Linked DNA regions of Mus musculus: regions 2 and 3 are each linked to region 1. The links are chromatin contacts, called in public HiChIP or PLAC-seq and promoter capture Hi-C maps. All regions are on one chromosome and are shown on one strand. Each heading gives the region's core, a stretch centred on a gene start, on an enhancer-like site or on the middle of the called end of the contact. The rest is flanking DNA. Distances are from core to core; before and after follow the strand shown.

The links. Promoter capture Hi-C pulls out the DNA fragments that hold promoters and counts their contacts. HiChIP or PLAC-seq counts read pairs in DNA pulled down with a chosen protein or histone mark.
Region 2: an H3K4me3 HiChIP or PLAC-seq map of bone marrow-derived macrophages shows a contact between it and region 1, with 3 times the contacts expected there. The contact joins the promoter of Ap1g2 here to the promoter of Haus4 in region 1. A contact is called at or near these places in 1 of 115 datasets of contacts at active chromatin or transcription factors (bone marrow-derived macrophages) and 1 of 9 other capture datasets (adipose tissue).
Region 3: a promoter capture Hi-C map of liver shows a contact between it and region 1, with 1.9 times the contacts expected there. The contact joins the enhancer-like site here to the promoter of Haus4 in region 1. A contact is called at or near these places in 3 of 39 promoter capture datasets (cranial neural crest, liver and pre-B cells) and 1 of 115 datasets of contacts at active chromatin or transcription factors (bone marrow-derived macrophages).

Annotation. Positions count from the first base shown.
Region 1 is chr14:54,552,880-54,555,812 of GRCm38.p6, reverse strand. Haus4 (HAUS augmin-like complex, subunit 4) reads left to right here and starts at 1,452. Exons shown (of 10, transcript NM_145462.2): 1 at 1,452-1,638.
Region 2 is chr14:55,105,020-55,107,952 of GRCm38.p6, reverse strand. Ap1g2 (adaptor protein complex AP-1, gamma 2 subunit) reads left to right here and starts at 1,360. Exons shown (of 22, transcript NM_007455.5): 1 at 1,360-1,445; 2 at 1,824-2,028; 3 at 2,523-2,647; 4 at 2,784-2,925. The coding sequence starts at 1,825. It overlaps Jph4 (junctophilin 4), which reads left to right. Exons shown (of 6, transcript NM_177049.5): 6 at 1-1,127.
Region 3 is chr14:55,084,472-55,087,404 of GRCm38.p6, reverse strand. All of the region lies in intron 1 of Zfhx2 (zinc finger homeobox 2), which reads left to right. Among named protein-coding and RNA genes, the nearest start is that of Zfhx2, 6.1 kb to the left of the region's middle. Within about 2 kb of position 1,449, at least 42 of the 459 cell types and tissues checked have an H3K27ac peak or open chromatin away from gene starts, as enhancers often do. A contact at or near this core is called in liver, where this site is marked.

The sequences.
Region 1 (2,933 bases), core at 203-2,702:
GCTGTCCTCATCTGCTTACCCCCTACCTCCCAATCACTGGGGTTAAAGGCATGAGCCACTACCCTTGGCCCTAGAATGTTCTAAAGCTGTGACCCTTTAATACAGATTCTCATGTTGTGGTGACCCCCAACCATAAATGATTTCCATTACTTACTTCATAACTGTAATTTTGCTGTTACGAATTGTAAACACCTGTGTTCTCCAGTGGCCTTAGGTGACCCCTGTAGGGTCGTTCAACCAACCAAAGGGGTCTCGACCACAGGTTGAGAACTGCTGTTCTAAGGAAAAGCCAAACAGCTCCATTTCCTAGCACTTTTGCTCCATCCTATCAGTTTGTTCTCTGATGCAAGCGATCTAATCACTGGGCTAGGGAGATGGCTCAACCATCCCTCTTCAAGTAAACCTGGGTTGGATTCTCCACACTTATATGGTGGTAACTGTAACCGGTTCCAGAGGATCCCACAGCAGTAAGCATACAAGTGGTTCACAGACATATGTGCCAGTCAAACACCCACACACGTAAACAACAGTAAAATAAATAAAAACGTATAAAGAGCTCTAATAACCTTGAAGCAGTTTATTTAAGACTTTTATTTTTTTAGATGGGCAACTTCAGCATAGTGCCCGGGCCTAGCTTTGAACTCTCGATCTTCCTAACTCAACCTCCTGAGTAGGTGTGGTGAAGGATTAACAGTACAGCTAAACATCTTATTTTCCAAAAGAAGTCACTTCCTGATTGGGTACCCTTAGTTTTACAAAACCAGTGTAGGCATAAGTAGGAGTGAAGGAAGGATGATGGGAAATAAGGGATGTGGGAATGGGGCAGGGCAGTTAACGCGGCTCAATGGGTAAAGGAGCTTGCTACCAAGCCTATGATGTCTCACTCCCAGAATGTCTTCTGACCTCCACAGCACACGTAGGACACACAGTAAATAAAACGTGACTTTAAAAAAAAACAGAGGGAGCGCGGAGGAGGCGAGGTAGGTTAAGAAATTCAAGAGGTGAGGCTGGAGCAACGTAGTAAAAGGATCTGAGTTCAAGTCCCAGAACCCAAAATCTGGCAGCTCACAAGCACCTGTAACATCGGCTCAAAGGGCTCTGGCTCCCTCTTCCGGCCTCCGTGGACACCGCCCACATATGGCGCATGCGCTCGCCCACATCGATAAATAAAAACAAACCAGTGGGGGTGTAGTGGCGTGCACCTTTCCTCTCATCAATCGGGAGGCCGAGACAGGACGATCTCTGATACCAACAACACATTGGCTCGACCTCCGAGCACCACAGTGGCAGGCCTAAGCTTCCGAGCTGGGCCGCCACCTCTATATAACCTTCCGTGCCTAGTCTTCCCCTTTGTTAAATGGGTGAAGTTCCGACTTCCAGGATCCGAGCCGCTACCGCGACAGTTGCGCTGAGCGCGCGCTCCCGGGGCGGGGCTGCGCCAGGCGGGAACGGAGGCCCCGCCCCGTCCTGTGCCCGGCTGATTTAAGACCCAGTTGTTTCTACGCTGGCGGCAGCGCCTTTCCCGGGCAGGCCCCGGCCTTAGCGCTCCGGCGGCGAGCCGTGCAGGTTAGCGCTCGACGACCGCGAGCTTGCGGCGAGGCCGCGCTCGCCCTTTAGGACTCCTTGGCGACCCAGACGGTAGGTCGGCGCCGGAGAGCGCGTCTGCATCTTGATTATCTCCGGCCTTGTAAGGGTCACCTCTTGTGAAAACAGTCAGGACGATCAATCTGCGTCCAGCACAGCGTGCAGGGGAACGGCTGGAGGGCTCGAAGCACGCCTGCGTCAGAGTTCGGCGCTCTGCGCTCCTGCGCGTGGGACCCCGGCTGCCTGCGCAGGGTGGGGGTGAAGCCTAAGGTCACGTCCTGTGGGCGGCTCCGCTGAGGACCCCTGGGCGGTTGAAACCCTCGTGGCTGGGTGCCTAACTGGCCTGCAAAACTTTATTTGTAGGTGTAGTTCAACAACATTCTGAGTTGGTAAAACGGAACTTACTGGTAAAACATAACTAAATAGCTTTTGTTGACAAGTCGATTGTTATTAATTCTTGATGCTTCATGCAAGGCAAGAACCGTTATCGCGGCTTTGCAGGTGGAACACTGTTGGCACCTGAAAAAGGAGCATTTCACATAAACTCACACAGAAAACATGGGGGGCGGGGCGGAGCCACAAATTAATGTCTCGAATTGCGCCTCCTCAGCTGATTCCTCTAGACCACGCTACAAAACAAACGGCTAGTTGCTTTCATGTGACTCATAAAAGGAGCGAATAAACCAATGTTCTGTGGACGTGAAGCGTTAAGTACTAATAAGCTTCAGACTCGGGGCTGCCTCGGGCTCAGCTGCCATTTGGAGGAGTGGGTAAAGCAATAAGGGAAAGAATGGGCAGGCAATGTTTGTGTTGCTGTTGAGTTTCTCATTGCTCTCTGTTGATGACATTCTTTTCAAGGTGCTCCAGGTTCTGGCAAAACACCTATCTGTATAGCTATGTCCCCACACTAACCACTGCAGTGCATTGTTACTGGAAAAGCTGTTGTAGTTCAAGTGTCTGTCGCTCTTGCTCCCAGACAGATAGCTCTTTCATGAGATGACACTGACAGAGAAGCACCAGAAAGAAACTGTGATATTCCACAGTTGAGCTATAAAGGGGGCAAAAGGTATACTGGGACCCACACCCCTTAGTTTACTGGGAACACGACAGACAGCAACAGTTTGTAGCTCCAGCAAAATGGTAACGGTAGGAAGACGCCTTCCATTAGAACTTAGTGGATTTGGGTGGTGTACTGGCTGGTTTTGTGTCAACCTGACAGCTGGAGTTATCACAGAGAAAGGAGCTTCAGTTGAGGAAATGCCTCTATGAGATCCAACTGCAAGGCATTTTCTCAATTAGTGATCAAGGGGGAAAGGCCCCTTGTGGGTGGGACCATCTCTGGGCTGGTA
Region 2 (2,933 bases), core at 111-2,610, 550 kb before region 1:
TTCACCAAGGGTGGGGGTTTGGTGTCCTGAGGAATCTCCTGGAATCTGAGTGGAGGGGAGAAAGGAAATGCATAAGAAGTGATTGGGTGGCCAGACAAGGCACTGCCTGAGCCACTTGGGGCTCACTGGCCCCAAGGGAAAGCTGCAGGAAAAGTACCCTCCACTCTTACCTCCCAGAACCTACCTAAGTTCTTGCCTACTTTGATCTTCCCTGAGGGAGAAAAGGGGAGCGAACAACAGGAAACTCCCCGTGCTCCCTCTCCTGCCCTCCTCAACCAGTCCCTCTCCCAACCACCAAGGATGGCACGCCAAGCCAAGAGTATTGAGAAAAGCAACGAAAAACCATCTGGTGCAACCAAGCCCGCCCCTCTTCAGATTCTGCCACTCACCTCTCTACCCTTCTCTGCCCCCCTGAAAATTTATTTGGTTGGTCTGGACTCACTTGTGGCCTTTGATTAAATTCCTAAGGGGACTGAAGAAGACATTTCTGCAGAGGGTTAGAGGCGCTGCAGCAAGCGAGGACCCCAGTCCTCAGCTCTGACAGTTGTGGGGCGAACACGTTGAGGGCTGAAGGGCAGCAGATGCTGTCACAAGTCTAGTTTCTAACCCCTCGCGTAGACTCCTGCGAGATGGGAGCTAACGGGGAATCAGAGGAAGCCGCTGCCCCACACAGGGCAGGGCAGAGGTGGGTGTCAACCCCGGACGAGAGTTGGGGGGAGAGCCTGTTTGAGATTATGGCTGATCCCTGGGACTAACTTTCCCTCTGGGGACAGAAAGCTGTACAAGAGGGGACTGTGGAACCCCGGGGGACTTTCCTACCCTGCATGAGGCAGAGGCAAGCTGCCTGCCAATCAATCCCTTCCTCAAGGAATGGCCTTGCCCAGGAATGCCCACCACACACACACTCTTCTTATTTTTCTAGTCAACCTCTGTTTACTCCCTGGCCTGCCTTCCTCCTGCCTCCCTTCCTTCCTTCCTTCTCAATCTTTACTTCTGATTTCTATTTCATGGAATTTGGGATTGAAGTTATACAACAGTGCCGCCAACATCAAGTCTTGCAGGAAAAAAAAAATAACAAAGAAATTTAACAAAAAAAAGTATATTAATAAAAAAGTTCCAAAAAGGGGGGGACTGTCATCTCCTTTGGGGTGCGATGGCTTCTGACTCAAGCTCTCTGAGTGCCACCTGGTGGGGTGGATGAAAAGTGAGGCCCCTGGGGGAGCCACAATCATGGAACAATTCTAGGCTCCTTTACCAAAGTGCCAGAGACAGGCCAGAGGTCAGAAATGTCAAGACGACTCAGCAGGGAGGCCCTAGAGGGGCGGGGTCCCGTGATAGAGGCGGGGAAGAGGGAAGGGCCCCGAACCGAGCACCAACCCCAGCTCTGTCCCATACCAGGAAGTGCTGGGTGGGGGGTAGAGGAGCAAAGTTGACACCGAAGCCAGGTGAGCTTGGGACTGGGAAACTAGTGCCTTCTGAAGTGGGAATGGGGGCAAGAAATCTCGCGAAGGGAATAGTACAGAGAACCAGAAGGAAAACTAGAGAGGAGAAACTGGTCCGGGAAGAAGAGCGAGAAATAGACTGGTCTGTAGCGCAGGCTCAGTAGAAACAGCCACAGGGTGGAGCAAGGACGCATGCGTAGTGGGGATGTCCTTGCGAGGCGGGAGGGTGGCCCCCGGGTACATGTGGGAGGTAAAAGTGGGCACAGTTTTAGGGCGGCGGTGGGACGCAATCCCTTCGAGATCTTGGCACAAGGCAATTCTATCCAACCGGCTAGAACGTGTTGAAATAAAGTCTTTTCAACTCCCGGGCTCTGTCCCCAGGATGGTGGTGCATTCGTTGAGACTTCAGGACCTAATCGAAGAGATTCGCGGGGCCAAGACGCAGGCCCAGGAACGGGAGGTGATCCAGAAGGAGTGCGCCCAAATTCGGGCCTCCTTCCGCGATGGGGATCCCCTGCAGAGGCATCGCCAGCTGGCCAAACTGCTCTACGTCCACATGTTGGGCTACCCCGCCCACTTTGGACAGGTACTGGCCTGGGATGGCTACAAATTTTGAGGAAGATGGCCAGTGCGCCCCTTTGTGTTTGTACCCAGGCTGTGGTTTTTGTTTTTTTGTTTTTGTTTTTGTTTTTTTCCTCCAGTTTTTTTGTTTCGAAACAGGTTCTCTATAGCCCGGACTGGGAACTCGAGAAAACCCTGCCTCCGTTTCAGTGTAGGGACTTTCAGGCATGCCCCGCCCTACCCAGCTAAATCCTTTAGTTTCTGAACCTTTTATCACCCTACTAGTGATTTCTTGCCAGCCCCGTTCAGCACCTCCCCATCCCCTTTCCAGACTCCACTCCTACACAGGTCCCTGAAACCTGCCTGCTGTCATCTGGATCCACACTTAAGCTTCTGGTTACAGAGAGAGTGATGAAATATGATCCCTCACAAGTTAATCTGGCCTAAAGGAGATTGTAGCCCGGAAGTTAGTGCCCTGTGGTTTCACACTGCCCTCCTGGTCTGCCTCCTTCCCTATAGATGGAGTGCCTGAAACTGATCGCCTCCCCCAGATTCACAGACAAGAGGGTGGGCTACCTTGGGGCCATGCTTCTATTGGATGAGAGGCACGATTCCCATCTGCTCATCACCAACAGCATCAAGAAGTGAGAGGGTTCTGGGGCACTTGAAATCAGGGCGCTGGGAGAGGGGGAACTGCAAAATTCCAGCGGGCTACCTGCTATCAGTACTGCAACAAACTGGTTTTCTCAGACTTGACTGACCATCCTTCCAACCTTACAGTGACCTGAGCCAAGGGAACCAGCCAGTTCAAGGCCTGGCCCTGTGTACTCTGAGTACCATGGGCTCTGCTGAGATGTGCCGGGACCTAGCCCCTGAGGTGGAAAAGCTGCTTCTGCAGCCCAGTCCCTATGTGCGGAAGAAGGTGAGATG
Region 3 (2,933 bases), core at 200-2,699, 530 kb before region 1:
GCTAGCCTGGAACTTGCTACAAAGACCAGGCTAGCCTTTACTGACAGTGATTCGCTTCTGCCTCTGCCTCTAAATGCTGAGAAGACATTCTTTTTAGTTTTTATCTTTTTTTTGGCGTGGGGGTGGGGGTGGGGCGCATAAGCCCAGACTTCAAACTCACTACATAGCAAAGGCTGGTCTTGAACTCCTGATCCTTTCTTGCCTCTCCCTCCCTAACCTGGGCTCACAGGCATGTAGCATCATGTCTGGTTTCTCTTCTGTTTCCTACCAAGGCCACTCAGCACTCAACACTTTCTCTTCCCTTCCAAAAGTCCAGTGAGAGAACTGGAGATTCCTTCTGTGTCTGGGCATGAACACAGGATTATTTCAGAGCTAAGGTTCGGGCCTTGGAATTTGCAGTAGAGCCATCCACCAGAATTACATATGCAATATACAATTGGGAGACCGTTATTGCCCGGGGTGTGTGAAGCCCCAGTGTAGGACAGGGTATATGTGTATAGGGCTTGTAGCTTGCTGAGGTGTCAAACTGATGGGGCAGGATGGGTGTGGGCCATACATTTTTACTTCAAGTGTAGACATTTCCCCTCTGCAGCCTCCGGTCACAGCTAACTACCCTTACCCTCTCCCTTTGGGATTCAGTTTAAGCGAAAGGTCAAGGGTCAGTTGCCAGTCATTTGGCTTCTTAATGAAGGAAGACAGATGATTGGACTGTTTCCTTGGAGGAAAAAAAATTAGAGTAAATTTGTTTCCATACTGAAAATTTTCATTCCTTGCTTTGTTGGCTGTCCAAGCCAAAGGCCCTCAGCCCTTCTCTTCCAAGCCTCTAGCTCCAGTCTCCTCTCTCCACCCATAGGCCTCATCCATCTATTGCTGCCTCCATCCCATGTTTAGAAAACTGGCCTGGGCAGGCCGTGGGAACCCTTCTTCCACTTCTGGCTTCTTCACATTCTGTCATTTCTGAAAGCCCAGAGATACATCCTGGTGCTTTAGGAACGTAAGGCACTGGAGAGTAGAGAGAACAGAGCAGACAAGAGTGGGAGACAGGTGCTGGGCCGTTAGGCGTGGTGGCACATGTGCGCCTGTCATCTCAGCACTCGCAGGGTGGAAGCAGGACTCAGTTCAAGGTCATCCTCAGCTACAAAGGGAGTTTGAGGCCAGCCTGAGACCCTCCCTTTAAAAAGGTCTAGACAAGACTGGGCCAGAAGACAGAGATAGAGAGGGAGGAAGTGGCTTTGAGATGAGAGGGATTCCACATTTTACATGAAAAGGGAGGCAAGGTTATGTAGACAGAGAAAAAGACACCCTACCCTTCCAGTCCAAGAAAGACAGCCCAAGATGAAGGAGAGGGTGTGGTCCTGCATGAAAACAGCAATGCTTAACTCAGCACCAGGTCAGTCCTGAGTTCAAGCCTTGCTGGTTATGACCCTTATGGGAGGAACTGAAGTGGCAAATTAACCAGTATAATGAAGTCACTGCATTTTGTTTGCCTTTGCTGGTTTCCCCTGGAGATCTGTCCTCTGGCCAGACAGGGCAGTGTGGGGGAGGGGAAGGACAGCAGAGGTGAAGGGCAGGGGAAGGGTGCCAAAGAAGACAGAGAGAAGGAAACAAAACTCAAGGGGAGGACAGACACCATGTGGAGGAGGATGAATGGAAGGCAGCCCAGAGGTGGAGGCAAGGAGACAGAAGAGGAGAGAGAAGAGGGGTGAACAATGGGGACCAGGAGAGAGGAGTCCAGAGGAAAGCAGGGAAAAAAGAGGGAGCCGGAGAGGTGAACTGTAATGGCGAGCAGTGGGGAAGAACGTGGCCAAAGCTATGAGAGCTGCAGCTGGTGGGGCCTGTGGGCGGAGCCTCATCTCCATCGCTAATGGCTGTGAAATGAGGTTAGCTCCATTAGAAGCAGCAAGAGTGTAACGAGATCACACTCATTAGGGATGGGCCATCCTAGTAATTACCACCACCCCAAACACTCTGAGCCAGCCGCCAGCCGGCCACCAAGCACTTGCAGGCACACTGCAGTGTGCCACATGATGCAGAATGGAAAACTAGGGCCAGCATAGATAGGTGTAGGCCGAGGACCCTAGAGCATGCCTGCCTGAGGTGAGCATACTCACTAGCCCCCAAAGAGCAGTACATCTCAACTGATTGATCACATCCAAAGTGTTAGGCTAGGAAGGGAAAGAGGGACAAAACTCCATGACATACTACTTCCTGTTTTCTTTGTGACACACAAGAAGACCTGAGCAGAGGCTCCAAGTCACACAGCTCCTCTAGATATTTAGAGAACAGAACCAGAACCTGACACTGGGCCCGTCTGACTACAGAAGCTGAGGTTTCCCTTCTCTTTTGGTGCTGAGGTATTGCTACGCCTATACTTCCAGCGCAAAGTCTATTTTCTGTCTCGTTCCATTTTTCAGTAACATCAGACTTCTTTGGAGTCTATACACTAATATAGATATACATATAGACTGTTAGCTTTTTAAAAAATTATCTTTTATTATGTGTGTATGGAGGTCAGAGGTCAACTTTGTGGAGTTGGTTCCCTCCTTCCATCTTTATGTAGGTTCTCAGGATCAGACTCAGACTGTCCAGCTTGTAGCACAAGCATCTTTACCTGCTGAACCATCTCTCCAACTCTGAACATTAAGAGACATAGACACACACATTATCGTTCAAATAGCTCCGCCCAGCCTCCAACTCCTCTGCACCTTCAAGCTCAAAGAGGAGCACAGCAGCACACACAAGGGCAACAGAACATTTCAAACTACATGCTAGGCAAGAGCCCTGTGGCAGGGCACCCAAGTTCCAAGCTCATCCTATGTTCCTACTTATTATTACTATCATTATTGCATATACACATTATTGTATATACATACTATATTATTATATATACATATATGTGTGTGTATGTATATATACATATGTATAAAATACAT